2 separate regions of the Zea mays genome follow, and region 1 is linked to region 2. The links are chromatin contacts, called in public Hi-C maps. All regions are on one chromosome and are shown on one strand. Each heading gives the region's core, a stretch centred on a gene start, on an enhancer-like site or on the middle of the called end of the contact. The rest is flanking DNA. Distances are from core to core; before and after follow the strand shown.

Region 1 (7,672 bases), core at 154-2,653, 470 kb before region 2:
GCCCCTTCCGACCATTGGTGCGGGCCACGTGTCGCCCTCAGATCATGCTGCCGACCGTTGCGAAGTTGACCGTTGGCTCACCGGACAGTCCGGTGAATTTTAGCCGTACGCCGTTGAACTTTTCCCGAGAGCGACGACTTCGTCGCGACCGACCCACCAGACAGTCCGGTGCACCACCGGACAGTCCGATGAATTATAGCCGTACGCCGTCGTCGAGTCCCGAGAGTGGCCTGTTCACCTTGGACCCGTCTGGCGCACCGGACACTGTCTGGTGCACCACCGGACAGTCCGGTGTGCCAGACTGTGCTTAGTCTTGGCTACACACAGACACTCTTTTCCAATCTTTTTCTTTTTCTGTTTCTAGCACTTAGGTAACTTTATTAGTACCCAAAACAAATGTACTAAGTCTAGAAACATACCTTCTTTGTTGATTTGCACTTAATTCATCATTTGATATAAAATAACTCACTTAATATGTGTTGGACACTTAATCACCAAAATATACTAGAAATGGCACAATGGCACATTTCCCTTTTAATACACAATAATATTTAACTAACAAGGTAGAGGATATCGGTACGACATCTGAGGCACCTAAAATTGAAACAATTAAAAATCTGTAAAAATGGTGCCTCTATTTTTTACAATGATTTAGTAATATAAAGACACGCATTTGCACAAATTTGTGTTAAGAAAGTTATCATAGAAACATGTTAAAAAAGATTATAAGGAAGAATGGGCAACTGAAGCAAAATATTGTCACATGGGCGAGCGTCGATCAAGTGAAGGGAACGATGGTTGGAGTTAGCGAATGTGATTTTTGCATATTTACGCAGTGAGGCAATTTATTGGATTTGAACTAGCCACACGGGAGGATGGTCTGACTTATAATTCAGGTCTCTATCAAATCTTCGCGGGAAAAATTTCGTCCCGCCATGCTCCGTTAGGTTTAGTTTAGATACTTTAATATTAATCCTAATCAACATGTATTGAACTAGATTGTTGTGTAAATTAAACTAATTTACATCTAAAAGCTTGTTCGTTTTACTGTTAATCCATGTGGATTCGATGGTATTGAGTCGATTTAAATCTATAGCAAGCCAAATTTTACTATAATCCACTTCAATATACTCAAATTCACGTGGAATTGGAATAACGGAATAAAACCTAAATACAACTCAACACATGTAGATTGAGATCAATATTAAAGTACCTAAATAAAAAATAAAGACTTAAAATTTTGGGTTCTCGTTAGAGATAGTTATACTGAAATTTTAAAAATATTTATAAAATATATTATCATAGCATATATTCAAATAATACAGCATTGACAGGAATATAAGATTGCACCCATCATGAATTCACCGTCACAGAAAAGAAACCGGAACCCAAAAGGCTCTCCGCCGACACGCCGGCTACGGCGATTCTCCAATCTGAAACCCTTCCTGCCGACGATTCCTTTCCACCTTCCGCTCCATCGCGTGGCCGCCGCCGCTCTCCACCCGATTGGTTCCCGTGCCTGCCGCCCCACCGATTCACTCCGCGCCCGCGCGACCCCTGCCGTCCATGAACCTCTCCGAGGATTGGCGCTCCGTCTTCCCGGTTTGTGCCGTCTTCGCTGCGCCGTCCGTTGACCCGCTGCCTGCCGCCGCCGCCTCCCGCGGCCCCCTCCACTTCTCCCCTCTCCCGCCGCGCACCCCGTTGCTCTCCCTCCCCTACCCCATCCCATTGCCGCGCTCCTCCACCCGCGGCCTGAACCGCTTCCTCCGCTCTTTTGTCCGAGGCACCTCCTTCCTCCCGCGCTCCGACTTTGACTACCTCGCTGACACACTCATCCCCCAACCGTCTTCATCTTCTCCGCCTTCCAATCTGCTCGCCGTCCTCCGGCTCTCGTGCTCTCTCATTCTCTTTTTCCCCTACGGCGAGAATGCGGAGCATGTTGCCTTTGTTACTCTGGATGCCACCACTGTCACTGGTTCCACGCCTCTCTCGCCGGTCGTTCAGAGTGATGGGTTTATGCACCCGGGCCACCGCATCCAGCAGCTTGTTACCACTGCTAATGAGTCGTCATGGCCGTCGCAGCTGGAAGACAACCCTGAGGGGTTCCTGCTTGCTGTGACAATGTACTCCCTGAATTGGTTCAGGGTTGAGTCACAGGATTTGGGGACTTCTGTCTTAGTGCCTATTGCCAAGCAGCAGGTTGACTCTGTAATTGTGCATGCTTGTTGGAGCAGGCATTTGCCATCCGAATGTGTTGTGTTGCTGGAGAGTGGGGAGCTGTGCTGGTTCAATCTGGACACACGTCAAGGTGGAAAGATAAAAATTGATGTTGGCAGCAAGGATGACACTGGGGAATGGCTAAGCTGTGACTATGGGGCACAACCATGGATGATAATCGTCGCGAGTTCAAAATCCATCCTTTTGATCGACTTAAGATTTGGGGATCGTGGTCAATACAAGGTTTTGGCGAGAGTTGGAATGCCAGGACTGCTTGAAACTGATCCTTTTGCTGAGGCAGATCAGTACCTTGCATTCTGCAGGGGTGGGCTTGATCATTTCCATTTCTCAGTGGTGACAAAGCGATACTTGATTCTCCTCGATTTGAGACAGCCATTGACGCCTGTGTTGGCGTGGCAGCATGAGCTGAAAAGTCCTAGTAATGTTGCTATGTTTCGACTTTCTGAATTGAGGCCTTCCAAGGAGCATGAGTGGGCATCAAATTCTGGTTTTGCTATTTTGGTTGGTTCGTTCAAGACAGGGGAGTTCAGTGTTTTCTGTTATGGACCTAAAGAGCAAGGCTGTCCAGATAACTCTCACCTGTATGCTTGGGATCTTCCTTCACGGTTTTCGCTGACAGGTCATCACTGCAGCTGCAGCAGCGGAAGAATGAAAGATGTATTCTCAATGCCTGTTTCAAGAGATGAATATGCTTCAAAATGGAGTAAAAACTCCATTATTGGCTACTATGTGCTTCCAAACCACCTCTCAGTTTCAGAGACATCATTTACTGGCTTTGCTTTGGTCTGCTTGACAGCCATGGGGAAATTAGAAATGCAAAGGTACCGTGCATCTGCAGATTCACACAATGATATCCCATGTGATGAATCAAAACATACAGCCAGGGCTAGTAATTTAGCTATATTTCCTGACACTCCGTATGACAATTTCTCCCTTAGATATAGTTTAATGAAGTTGCGTTTCCTATCTGAGTATCTTGAAGGCAATCTGTGCAATGCATTGGTAAAGCATGGTTCTAGTATCAATAAAGAGATGGGCCATATTATTATCAGTGAAGCTGTGTCGGAATATGCAAAAGAGAACTCTAGTTCATTGCCCCACCCAGTTTCAGATTTTTTATGCAATGTTAGTATTCCCATGAACATTTTTGAAATTTCTTGCCAGAGAATATTGAATGGCCTGCCATCAGACATCCTGCATGTCACCTTCTCCAAATACAGTGACATGCTAGCATGCAGCACAGAGAAGACCTTATGTGAACATTTAGATGTTCCTACCTGTTTGACGAACACTAAACTTAGACCTTTCCTGTTGGCAAAACCTTCAAGCATAAGTTACAATCTGACTAGCAAAGTACGCTCTCCAGATGCCCTTGTTGGTCCAGTACTACCCATACCTGTTCTGCTTGCGCTGGAAGAGAAAAGCAAGGATGCAGAAAGCTCTTCTCAGGGAGTACCCATAGAAACTGATTCCATAAATGATCGATGTAGAGAAGTTTTTGAAGCCCTGGATCCTGTAATATCCATTGCTGACACTGACAACGGCAATGGATGGCCTGCTTCACAAGAACTGGATGAAGGAAAGTCCTATTTTAGTTATGAGCCTCAGATTGAACATAGGTTCAGTATGGGTAGAAGTACCAGAAAGGAGGAGAAAGAAGATCAAAACCAAGATGATCTGCATAGGTCTTCAACGCTATATGAGGATAAGGTCTTCACAACATTTGTTTGCGGAAAAGCCAAAGTTCCTGATTCACCTGAACAAGCTGCAACTTTGTTCGATTTCGGCCCAGTGAGGATAGATTTTGATACCCCAGCCATGGAAATTCAGCCTGCCGAGGAAAAGGTGTACAAATGTTTGAGGAAACAATTTGTAACATGGCGAAACAATTTCAAGCCATACCAAGATTTTTGTAGCACACATAAAATACCAAAGCTGAGGCAATGAGCCCTTCCATCCTTCATTCAGTTTCAACAGGGCTTGTAGATTTACGCATATGGCTGCTTGCCTTTTTTTTTTGTTCCGTTTTTTTTTTGGAAGGGTAAGAGCGAACTAAAAATCAAATATACGCTCTTATGCTATTTCTGATGTACATACATATGGCCTGCTGTTGAATATAAATGCTGTTTTCTTCTATGTACCGCTATTGTGTTGCTATCATATTGTTCATGAATGTATACTCCCTTTTTTGAAATATATGACTGTATGCCACATTTAAGACAAGCTAATTGGTTCATTGCTCAGGAGGAGCTAATAGTTTAAATGAGCAAATTAGCTTGCATAAAAATTGTATGTTTCAAAACAGGGAGTAGCAACCCTTCTTTACAGATTTGGAAGTATTTTACAGATTTGGAATTGTGTATCCGGTGACGTGTAGGATTTGATGGACTCGTTGGAGCCTTTTTACACGCACACTGGTTTTTGGTCCTTAGACCATCTCTAGCAGGCTATGTAAAGTATTATTTTGTATTATAAATTATACTGTTTGCAGAGTGAAGTTTAAAATAAGGGGTGAAATAGAGTGTGATAGAGTCTATTGTAGATTATACTGTTTGCAGTGTGAAGTTTAAAATAGAGAGTGAAATAGAGAGTAGGATAGAGAGTGCTGTAGGTAGTCTTAAGACCATTCTCAATAAGAGTTCCATGATCATTACATAGGATGTCATGTAAGTGTTTTTGATGATGTGACAGTGTACACTGTTTTCAAGGTGTTTATGTTTTGCATGTGACCCAGGAAACAACAATGATAAAACTATCTGAGACTATTTTATTATAGTTTCAAACCTCTTTAGATGATGTGTCACTGTAGTTAATCGTGTCTATAAAATTTTCATTGACAATGGCCTAATGATAGTGCCATTGAAATATTAGGCACTGCGCTTTCAGGCCCAGAACGAAGCTACTTTTGCCAGGCTGCCACAAGAACCAAGGTTTCTTATGAAAGTAGAAGTCACTCCGGCTTGGAAAAAGAACTTCTCGGTTCTCTAAATAACTCCCTAAATTTTAAATTTTAAAAATAATTGAGAAAAAAGGCTTCTCCAATAATTCTCTAAATAGACTTGTTAAATTTAGTTACTTACTATCAAATTTCATTTACTTTCCAGATTTAGCAATCTATTCAGATTTAGCAACTCGATAGATGTTTCTTAAATATAGTTGATGTCAATTTCTTCACACTCATGTTCTCATTTTTTTCCTTTTCTCATTTTTTTTCCTTTTCCCGTATAGCGAGTAACCAAATCTGACACTCTTTTCCCCCTTTCTCGTGCAGCGAGATAGTAAGATCCAATATGTATAACACAAGCTTCTCCTTTACCATTGAACCACCGCTACAATCAGACACTCTTTTTTCCCCTTTCTCGTGCAGCGAGATAGTCAGGTCCAATATGCATAACACAAGTTTCTCCTAACCATTGAACCACCGCTACACTATAGGTCGTTCCGACCAACCTTCTATGCCCTCGACGCCCTCTTCTCTTGACTCCATTGCCAACCTTTTCTGACAGGAGCAAGCATACCAAAACTAGATTCAAAACTGAACTACTCCTAAATATGCTAATTTTTACTCCAATAGCTATTTAACAACTTGCTAAACATAATAGCAGGGGTTTGATAACAATATTCAAAATTGCGAAGAGGGCCAAGCATCATAAAATGGAAAAGATATTCTTATCAACTACAACACGAGCAATTATTTTTCAAGTAGAACCAGCGAACTCTATAAAGCCCTCAACACATAATTAGGAAAAGGAACAGCAAGCAGATCGAGTGGGTCACAACACGAATAAAATCATTTCTGCTACACCAACTTAGGCTTTGCGGTTCCGGGTGGTAGAACCTTTCTGCTCCACAGGGTCCCTGCTTCCAACCAAGTCCCGGTAACGCTGCTCCCAGTCATCCACCTTCCCATTTGCGATATCTGCATGGATCGCCCTCCGGATTCCTTTTACTACCAAGAAGTACTGCAAAAGAGTACCGAAGATATGAGTGTAAAGTTCTGTTTGAGGACGTCAGTGGGAAGAGTATCATGTAAGGCAGTTCACCTCCACAGCAAGTATAATTGGTATGAACATCTTCCAGCGATTGTTAGGGTTTGGACCATCAATTAACTTCTGATCAACATGAATGGGCTTGCTCCCGTTTGAGATAACAACAGTAATTTCTTTCATCAGTTTTGGAACCCACGGAGTTCCATCCGGAAGTATCTGTTTAACAGTGAAATATCGTCATCTATTAATCATTAAGGCATGAGAACAGAGAAATGCTAGGTCAAATACATAAACAGACAAACCTTCTCCCCATGCTCGTTAGTCTTGCACCTTCCACTGTTCTCTACCAATGCTATTGGCAAAGGGAAATCCTAAAAAAGAGAGCAAAATGTAGATAATCCATTAGAACTGGCTTGCGATGCAAAAATGAAACGAAATCATCAGTGTTGCTTGTGCATAAAGACATCTGTGATGTACTGAAAAAAATCCATATTTCATGTTGTCCATGTAAACAAAATTTTAAAATAGCATGTCACAAAAAAATCAGCAAGTAGAGAAAAAAAAACTAATATTGATGCAGCCATTTAGCCAAATGTGCTTCCACTAATTCTCACAGTCTATGTCGGTACCCAGGAACTAGGGTACCCATTACTGCTGGGTCCAGACGAGGACCTGCGTGGCGATCTGTAGCCACGTGGGAAGGAGCTAAGTAACCTGGATTGGCGCGGTGTTACCAAGTATCCCAAAGCTGAAGTTGTCTGACAACTTCAGTCATAGGTCCGGGCCCCCGCAGGAGGCTCCCAAACCCCCGCGTAAGCCACCGGATCCCCGGCGAGAGGAGATCTGGAGGCACCACGTGTCCCCGGAGATGAAGCACTATGCGGGTTACAGTTAGGGACCGAACCCCGTGGGTCGGTCCCGGACCCCCTGCGTGTGCCATCGGGACCCCCAATCAAGGTCAGTCTGGTGCTGCCACGTATCCAGCAGCTCCAGCTACTGCGAATAAGGCCCAAATCTCCACGGGTGATTTCCGAATCCTCGGGCCAGGGAGGTCCGAGGCTGCCACGTGTCCAGTAGCACCTGACCCTTGCTCCCCGCTCAGATGGAGTCCCATTGCCACCACGTGACCTAGGGCACATGACGTAAGCCAATGGGCGGAGCGTGACACAAGCCTCTGGCATAAGGCGTCCCTGCATTAAGAACGAATAAGACGTGCACCTGTCTACTCCGGTGGCAGGCGGCGCGCCCAGACAGCAACACACGAGTTACACTGTTACTCGCGCGTTACCGAGGCAAAGACTCCCTTAGACGTAAGCTCAGTTGTACAACTCACAGTGGAGTAGGGTATTACACTCTAGCGGCCCGAACCACTCTAAATTCTTGTGTGTTCTTGTGTTCGTCCTTCTCTACAGGATAACCTCAAGCCCCCTCCTCATCTTAGGATT
Region 2 (7,551 bases), core at 182-2,681:
TCTGCAAATTTTCTAATTTTTGGAGCAACCGACTTAAAACGAAATTAACAGTTACAATAGCCATAATAAATGCGAGTAGTAGTAACATGTCCACCATCCTACCTCTTCATCCTTCTGAGAGTGCTGGGCTTCACCTGGGTCGGCTTCGTGCTGGGACCCACGCTCTTCTTCATCACTTCTTCCCCACGCCGCAGGCCCCCCGCCGTGATGTCACCGCACCAGATGATGCCCCTCACTAGCTGCCCCGATCCCCGGGCGATCAGCCGCGCCACCGACGAGCTGTAATCGTCCACGTTCGGCGCTATTGTCGTCCAGAACGCCGCGGACTTCTCCTCAACAACCTCCTTCTTATCCCCGACAGCTTCTTCCGGCGTGATCTCGGCCACTGCCCTCGCGTCCATGACCTCTGACTTCTCCTTCGCCGCCGTCTCCACCTGCTTCACCGAGAAGGTGGTGTACTCCTCGAGGACCCTGTCCAGCTCCGCCAATACTTCCTCCTGCCCCTTCCCAACGACCGTGAGGCCGTAGCTCAGCGCCGCCTCCGCGTCCGCTTCGGCACCGTCCGCGTCATCCTTGTCGTCCGGGTGGTCCGTGTGTGGGACATGGAGCGAGAAGAAGTAGTGCGCGGGGTCGAGCTTGACCGCCGCGACATCGCGGGCCAGCGGCCACTGGACGGGCTCCTGCTCGGCGCCAGCGTCAGACCGCCCGCTGCTGAACAAGCGGAAGAGGCCGCGGCGGTGGTGGGGCTTCTCGTGGATCAGGCGCGCGAGGACGGCGACGGAGTGGTCCCCCTGGCGGAGGCGCACGATGGAGAGCGTGCCAGCGCCGAGATCGACGCTGCGGTCGGGGTCGATGAGGTGGAGCTGCGCCCCAGGGACAGCGATGATGGTCTCCTCTGTGGTGGGCGGTGGCGGTGCCGCGTCCTCTTCGACCGTCTCGGGGAAGAGGTTCTGTGCGAGCTCGTTGGGGTCGACGGTGGGGTAGAGGGAGTTGCCCGTGGCGGCGCCGGCGCCGGCGCAGGTGGAGGTGGTGGGTGCGGAGAAGAAAGGGGTATTGAGATCAGGGTGGGACTGGTCCACATCCGGGTAGAGGCTCTGCTTGGCATTCGAGGAAGCGAAAGCCATGGTTGCGTAGCTGGTCGGTTGCGCTTAGCTTGCTGCGGATCGAGTCGAGCGAGGGGAAGTGGGGAAACAGAAATGGGAGAGGTGGGATTTTATTACGGAAAGAACCAAGTGGTGAAGGCGACGGTTGCTGTGGCGCTCAGGGACGCGGAGACTTCTGCCCGTTGGCCGTCGGCAGGCTGGTACCGTTTCTCAAACCGAACCACACCTGGGGCACAGATGTGGGTGCGGAGATGGTGGTGGCAGCGGATCCGGCAAGCCGATAAGACGAGAAGACTTTGGGAGGAAGGAAGGGGGCGAACGACGCGTAGATGTCGCGGCGAAAGGCGTGGCGGTGGGGGCGAGACAACTCATCGGACACGGAGGCGCGAGAAGAAACGATCAGGAACCTTAGCTGGAGACGAGGCAAAGACGAATAGACACTGGCCTATAAAATTTAGCATGTTTCGTACAGGATGTTTAATCTAATTACAAAACCAATTATATAACTAAAGACTAAATGATGAGATAAATTTTTTAAACCTAATTAATCAATGATTAACAAAAGTTATGTGAATTACCTAATAATTAGGTTTAATATATTTTTTAGAGCTTGTTTGGAAACAAGAACATCGAAAGTAAATCGATGGGCTAAAATCATTTTGCTATAAAAATTAGTTGCTTTTATGAAATTAGGTTATCTCCAGCTAGGAGCCGACCCGATCCAAATTCTGAGTGAGGGGCTAAGGGCATGTTTGGTTTGTGGCTAAATGTGTCACACTTTGTCTAAGGTTAGTCGTCCGAGTTGAGGGGCTGTTTGATTTGTGGCTAAATGTGCCATACTTTGCCTAAGGTTAGTCGTTCGAATTGAAGAACTAACCTTAGGCAGAAAAGTTAGGCAAAGTGTAGCAAATTAGCATCAAACCAAACAGGCTCTAACTAACCTTAGGCAGAAAAGTTAGGCAAAATGTGACAACTTAGGTAGTGAACCAAACATACCTTAAGTATGAGTGGGGGACTAAGTGAATGTTTGTTAACTAATACACTAAATAACATAAAAAGTTCATTGAAACAAAAAATGAGTGGGGTCGTAAGGAAAATGGACCCCGGACCATTTGACTCAAAAGGTTTTGGTGTTTGATGATCAACATAATCTGTAGATTAATGAGTTTGCTAGTGTTTATGTTTGTAGTTCACATGATACTAAAAGTGACTTGGACTAATGTATTGAGGAAAGCAACACCTCAAAAGAAGACATTGTGAAGATCACAAGTGAAGATCAAAAAATATCAAGCAAAGTCCAAAAAAAACGAAGAAATGTGTTGCCACTCGCGGACTGTCCCGTAAGGGAAACCAGACTGTTCGGTGGCACACTAGACTGTCCGGTGCACCAGGGAACAGTAGCCCAACGGCTAGTTCCTGGTGGCACTGTGGAGGAGGGCTCATATTGTTTGTGCAAAGTCTGACAACGCCAATGGTCGACTGACAGATCCAACGACTAGTGGCGCACCGGACAGGGCACCAGATTGTTCGGTGCCCACCACCGGTGTCGGCGTTTCGAGACCGGGGGGTCCCTGGGCCGACGAGTGAAATGTCGCCGCGTGCCCCAGCCCAGATGGGTCGGCGCGAGACGGAGCGCGAAGGGGGGAACAAAGGGCAGCCGGAGCGAGAGAGAGAGGTGGAAATCCCGCGGCCTTCGTGTTTGTCCCGCGCCCAGGTCGGGTGCGCTTGCAGTAGGGGGTTACAAGCATCCACGCGGGAGAGGGAGCGAGCGGCCTCACGCGAACGCCTGTCCCGTCCTCTTCCCCGCGCGGCCAACCCTCTGTAAGAGGGCCCTGGTCCTTCCTTTTATAGGCGTAAGGAGAGGATCCAGGTGTACAATGGGGGGTGTAGCAGAGTGCTAACGTGTCTAGCGGAGGAGAGCTAGCGCCCTAAGTACATGCCATCGTGGCAGCCGGAGAGGTTTTGGCACCCGGTTCGTGTGGTGTCGTGGCCGTCGGAGGAGCGCTGGAGCCTGGCGGAAGGACAGCTGTCGGGGCTGTCAAGTCCTTGCTGACGTCCTCTTGCTTCCGTAAGGGGGCTGAGAGCCGCCGTCGTCATAGAGCGTGCGGGGCGCCATCATTACTTGTCTGACGGAGCGAGCCAGATGGGACGCCGGTCTTGTTCCCCGTAGCCTGAGTCAGCTTGGGGTAGGGTAATGATGGCGCCTCCTGTTGACATGGTCGGTCCGCACCCTAGGTTGGGTGATGTGGAGGCTCCTCCGAGGTCGAGGTCGAGTCTGTCTTCCGTGGCCGAGGTCGAGTCCGAGTCCCTGGGTCGGGCGAGGCAGAGACCGTCGGCTGAGGCCAGGGCTGAGTCTGAGCCCTGGGGTCGGGCGGAGCGGAGTTTGCCGTCTTCCGGGGCTGTGCCCGAGTCCAAGCCCTGAGGTCGGGCGGATCGGAGTTTGCCGTCTTCCGGGGCTGAGCCCAAGTCCGAGCCCTGGGTCGGGCGGAGCGGAGTTCGCCGTCTTCCGGGGCTGAGCCCGAGTCCGAGCCCTGGGTCGGGCGGAGCGGAGTTCGCCGTCTTCCGGGGCTGAGCCCGAGTCCGAGCCCTAGGTCGGGCGGAGCGGAGTTCGCCGTCTTCCGGGGCTGAGCCCGAGTCCGAGCCCTGGGTCGGGCGAAGCGGAGTTTCCTATGGTGCCTGAGGCCGGGCCTGACTGCCTGTCAGCCTCACTCTGTCGAGTGGCACAGCAGTCGGAGCGGCGCAGGCAGCGCCGTCCTTCTGTCAGGCCGGTCAGTGGAGCGGCGAAGTGACTGTGGTCACTTCGGCTCTGTCGACTGGAGGACGCGCGTCAGGATAAAGGTGTCAGGCCACCTTTGCATTAAATGCCCCCGCGATTTGGTCGGTTGGCATGGCGATTTGGCCAGGGTTGCTTCTTGGCGAAGACTGGGCCTCGGGCGAGCCAGAAGTATGTTCGTCGCTGGAGGGGGGCCTCGGGCGAGACGTAGATCCTCCGGGGTCGGCTGCCCTTGCCCGAGGCTGGGCTCGGGCGAGGCGTGATCGAGTCCCTCGAATGGACCGATTCCTGACTTAGTCGCACCCATCAGGCCTTTGCAGCTTTGTGCTGATGGGGGTTACCAGCTGAGAATTAGGAGACTTGAGGGTACCCCTAATTATGGCCCCCGACAGTAGCCCCCGAGCCTCGAAGGGAGTGTTAACACTCGCTTGGAGGCTTTTGTCGCACTTTTTTGCAAGGGGACCAGCCTTTCTCGGTTGCGTTTTGTTCCGGTGGGTGCGCGCGAGCGCACCCACCGGGTGTAGCCCCCGAGGCCTCGGAGGAGTGGTTTGACTCCTCCGAGGTCTTAATGCCTAGCGCAATGCTTCGGCTGGTCTGGTCGTTCCCTCATGCGAGCTGGCCGTAGCCCGGGTGCACGGTCGGGTTCCAAGTTCTCGGGCTGGTATGTTGACGCTGTCAACGTTTGGCCGGAGTCGGGTTTGCAAGAGCAGCCCCCGAGCCTCTGCAAAGGGCGAGACGACGGTCAGGGACAGACTCGACTTTTTTACATACGCCCCTGCGTCGCCTTTCCGCAAGGAGGAGGGGGGGAAAGCGCCATGTTGCCCTCGGAGGGCGCCGAACATGATGTCTCCGGTGAGCTGCTGGCGGGTAATCCGAGTGGACGCCCGTGCCCCATTTGCTAGGGGTCAGCTAGAGGCCTGGAGGCGCGCCCAAAAGTACCTGCGGGTGATCTGCCGGACCCGGTCCCCTGTCGACGGGGTCCGAGGGCTCGATGCCTCCCTCTGATGGGATTCCGTTACAAGATCGTTCCCGCTGGTCTCGGAAATGTCCTAGGGTACCTCGGGAGCGTAGCCCGAGCCTCGGTTATGTATCGAACGTACCCAAGGTCATCCCTCGCTCTGTGTCTGAGGCGGCTGTGAACCCTTCGAGGGCCAACCTACGAACCCCTGATCAGTAGTGGGCGCGGAGCCCGAGTAGCCTGAGGCGGCCGTTGAACCCTTCCGAGGGGCCGGCCTTCGAACCTCTGACCAGTAGTGGGTGTGGAGCCCACGCGCTCTGAGGCGGCTGTTAAACCCCTCCGAGGGGCCAGCCTTTGAACCTCTGATCAGTAGGGAGGCTCGGAGCCTGTTTCCTTCACGGAGAAGGATCCTTTTCGGGGTATCCCCCTTTCCCGGTCCCTGTTGTAAGAGAGAGAAAGAGGAAAAGAAAAAGGATACGAAATCGAATGACGTGGCGTACCTTTTTTGACGCGGTCATCATGGCGAAGGCGAAGCGTCGCTCGCTTCCCCTGCCAGAGGCGCCGCCTGTCCCGCCGCGGAGTTAATGCGACAGGGCGAGTAGTTCGCGGGGCGGCCGTTGCGCGTGCGCGAGCCGTTCGAGGAACGGAACACAGGCGCGCCGTCTTCACGCCGTGAGAGAGGGTTCTCTCACTGCCCCAGGATGGGACGTAGGCTTGGCTGATGACGTGACCGCTGCTCCCGCCCGCCTGCCACCGCCATTACTGCCGGCCCATTTTTGGCCGTATTGACCGTCGCGCCTGGCTGGCACTGCTAGGTCGTACGCAGGGTTGCCTCGAGTCGTGGTACTGGTTCCGCAGTCGAGGAGGCGTGGCAGTGGTGCGAGTGGCGGTGCAGTTGCTTGCACGTAGCGACCGGCGCGCCGGTTGCATGACGCGTGGGCGTGGGGCCCCATGCTAGGTGCGTTGGAAGTCGGAGGGGCGCGCCCACTTGGCGTGGTTGCATGCCGCCTGCATGGCTGCCCGCCCTTTCGCCCGCTGGTCTGGGCGAAAGTGGAGGAATGCCCGTATCCGCTGGGCGGTTGCATGCACCGCGCGCGGCGGTTTGGCTTCTTCTGCTCTGGGCCGGTTTGCAAGACGTGTGGGACCCAGCCCCCGCGCCGTAGGGGGAGGACCTTGGAGCGTGTTGGAGAAGACTCAGCCCACGACGGCTGGGGACGCAGGTAGGGAGAGTCGCCTTTAAAAGGAGGGTGACCCCCTTGAAAGGCGACCATGTCTTCGCGCTCCCTTATGCATCGTGTCTTTCCACCTTCCGAGCCCCCGGATGGGGGACACCCGCAATCCTTCCGCCTTGTCGTTGGAGGAACGCAACTCCGTGGGAGTTGGTACCTTTCAGCCATCGTTCGGCTTCAAGGATTTTCATCATGCAGCCCGGCTGCACCCCTCCGCCGGCGGTCACCCAGGACGGTGACCTCCAGTTCGATGGCGGGGGAAAGCAAGCCGGGCTGCAGCCTCTGCCCCTCCTTCAGCCTCAAGGATTTTCATCATCAGCGCTGGGGAGGGGAGTGTGCCGAGTTGGGGTCGGCCCCTGCGCGGGCGGCGGCCCACTCCTTCCCTCAGTGATCGGGGGGAAGGGCGTTCGCCGTTCGTGGCGCTGGCAGCTGCCGCGTGCCTGGCTCTCTGACCCGAGTGGCTTCGGAGCCGCTCCCGGCGCTGCCTTCCGCCACGGCAGCTGGAAGAGGTTCTTCCGCCGACGAGATAGCCGGGGCCGCCCACGGACCGACCTCCAACTCTACGGCCTTCTGTCCGTCCTTGCCTCACGAGTTTTGGCACGGACAAGGGCCTCACGGCAGCAGCATCCGCCCTAAGGTCATCGCTGCTGCTGTTCGTCCCCCCAGAGCAGAAGTCGTCGTCGTCGCTGCCGGAGCGGGTGACGGCGAGCCGTTCGTCGGTCTTCTGTTGCTCCGTAGGCCCCCCAATCGTGTGGGGTTGTTCGTACCTGCAGAGGTGGAACCGGGGTTCCGCTTGTAATGACACCTTGGATGCCGGTGTTCTGTTCATTGTGGCTGTCGGGGCCTGAACGTGTATGTATTTCTGGCGCGGAGCCGTGTTTTTTCCTCATTTTTGAGCACTAAGTCTCGCCTGTTGGTTATCTGAACCGCTTCACCAAGCGTGAGTCGCCCCGTGCAAAGGTGACGAGTGAGGTATCCGTATCCCGGAGGCGTAGGAGTCCCTCGGCTCGGTCGGCCTTGCTAACCGACGCTTCTCTTGCTTAGTTAAAGGAACCCCTCGGCCGCTCTTCAATGAGCCGAAGCCAGGGGTAGCGGTGTCAGCATGGACAGAGGCAGAGTTGGCTCGAAAAGAAGACTTGGTCGGCCGGAGCCTGGCCGGGTCGTCCGTTAGCGGGACCGACGCCGGAGTTGATCTGCCGAGGCCTCGGGCCGGGCTGATGTCTTCGGGAGACAGCTGGCCGAGGCCTCGGGGTGACCAGCCGAGCCGCCTGCTCGAGCCGGATTCTTGGAGAAGACCCTGGCGGCGATGGCCCGGGCGTGATGATGATGTCATCCTTCAGAGTGGAGATCCTCGGACTACGTCGCCGTCCGAGGCTAGGTCGGACCTCGCCGAAGGTGTGGTCGACGCCGAGGGTGCTGCTGCTCCCTTCAACTGTCAAGATCCGAGCCTGCAGGATCGGACTATCTTGTAGTGTGTGTTTTCTGCGG

Evidence for each region. A called contact is a pair of places that touch in the nucleus more often than the background predicts.
Region 1: a contact with region 2 is called in a Hi-C map of ear, with 2.7 times the contacts expected there. The contact joins the promoter of LOC103639375 here to the promoter of LOC100191434 in region 2. A contact is called at or near these places in 2 of 25 Hi-C or Micro-C datasets (ear and tassel).

The regions. Positions count from the first base shown.
Region 1 is chr9:149,950,437-149,958,108 of Zm-B73-REFERENCE-NAM-5.0, reverse strand. LOC103639375 reads left to right here and starts at 1,403. Exons shown (of 1, transcript NM_001351742.1): 1 at 1,403-4,370. The coding sequence starts at 1,567. The coding sequence ends at 4,185. It overlaps LOC542502 (translocon at outer membrane of chloroplast34), which reads right to left. Exons shown (of 8, transcript NM_001112052.2): 6 at 6,530-6,598; 7 at 6,282-6,443; 8 at 5,798-6,200. The coding sequence ends at 6,048.
Region 2 is chr9:149,477,556-149,485,106 of Zm-B73-REFERENCE-NAM-5.0, reverse strand. LOC100191434 (Senescence/dehydration-associated protein-related) reads right to left here and starts at 1,431. Exons shown (of 4, transcript NM_001136867.1): 1 at 103-1,431. The coding sequence starts at 1,124.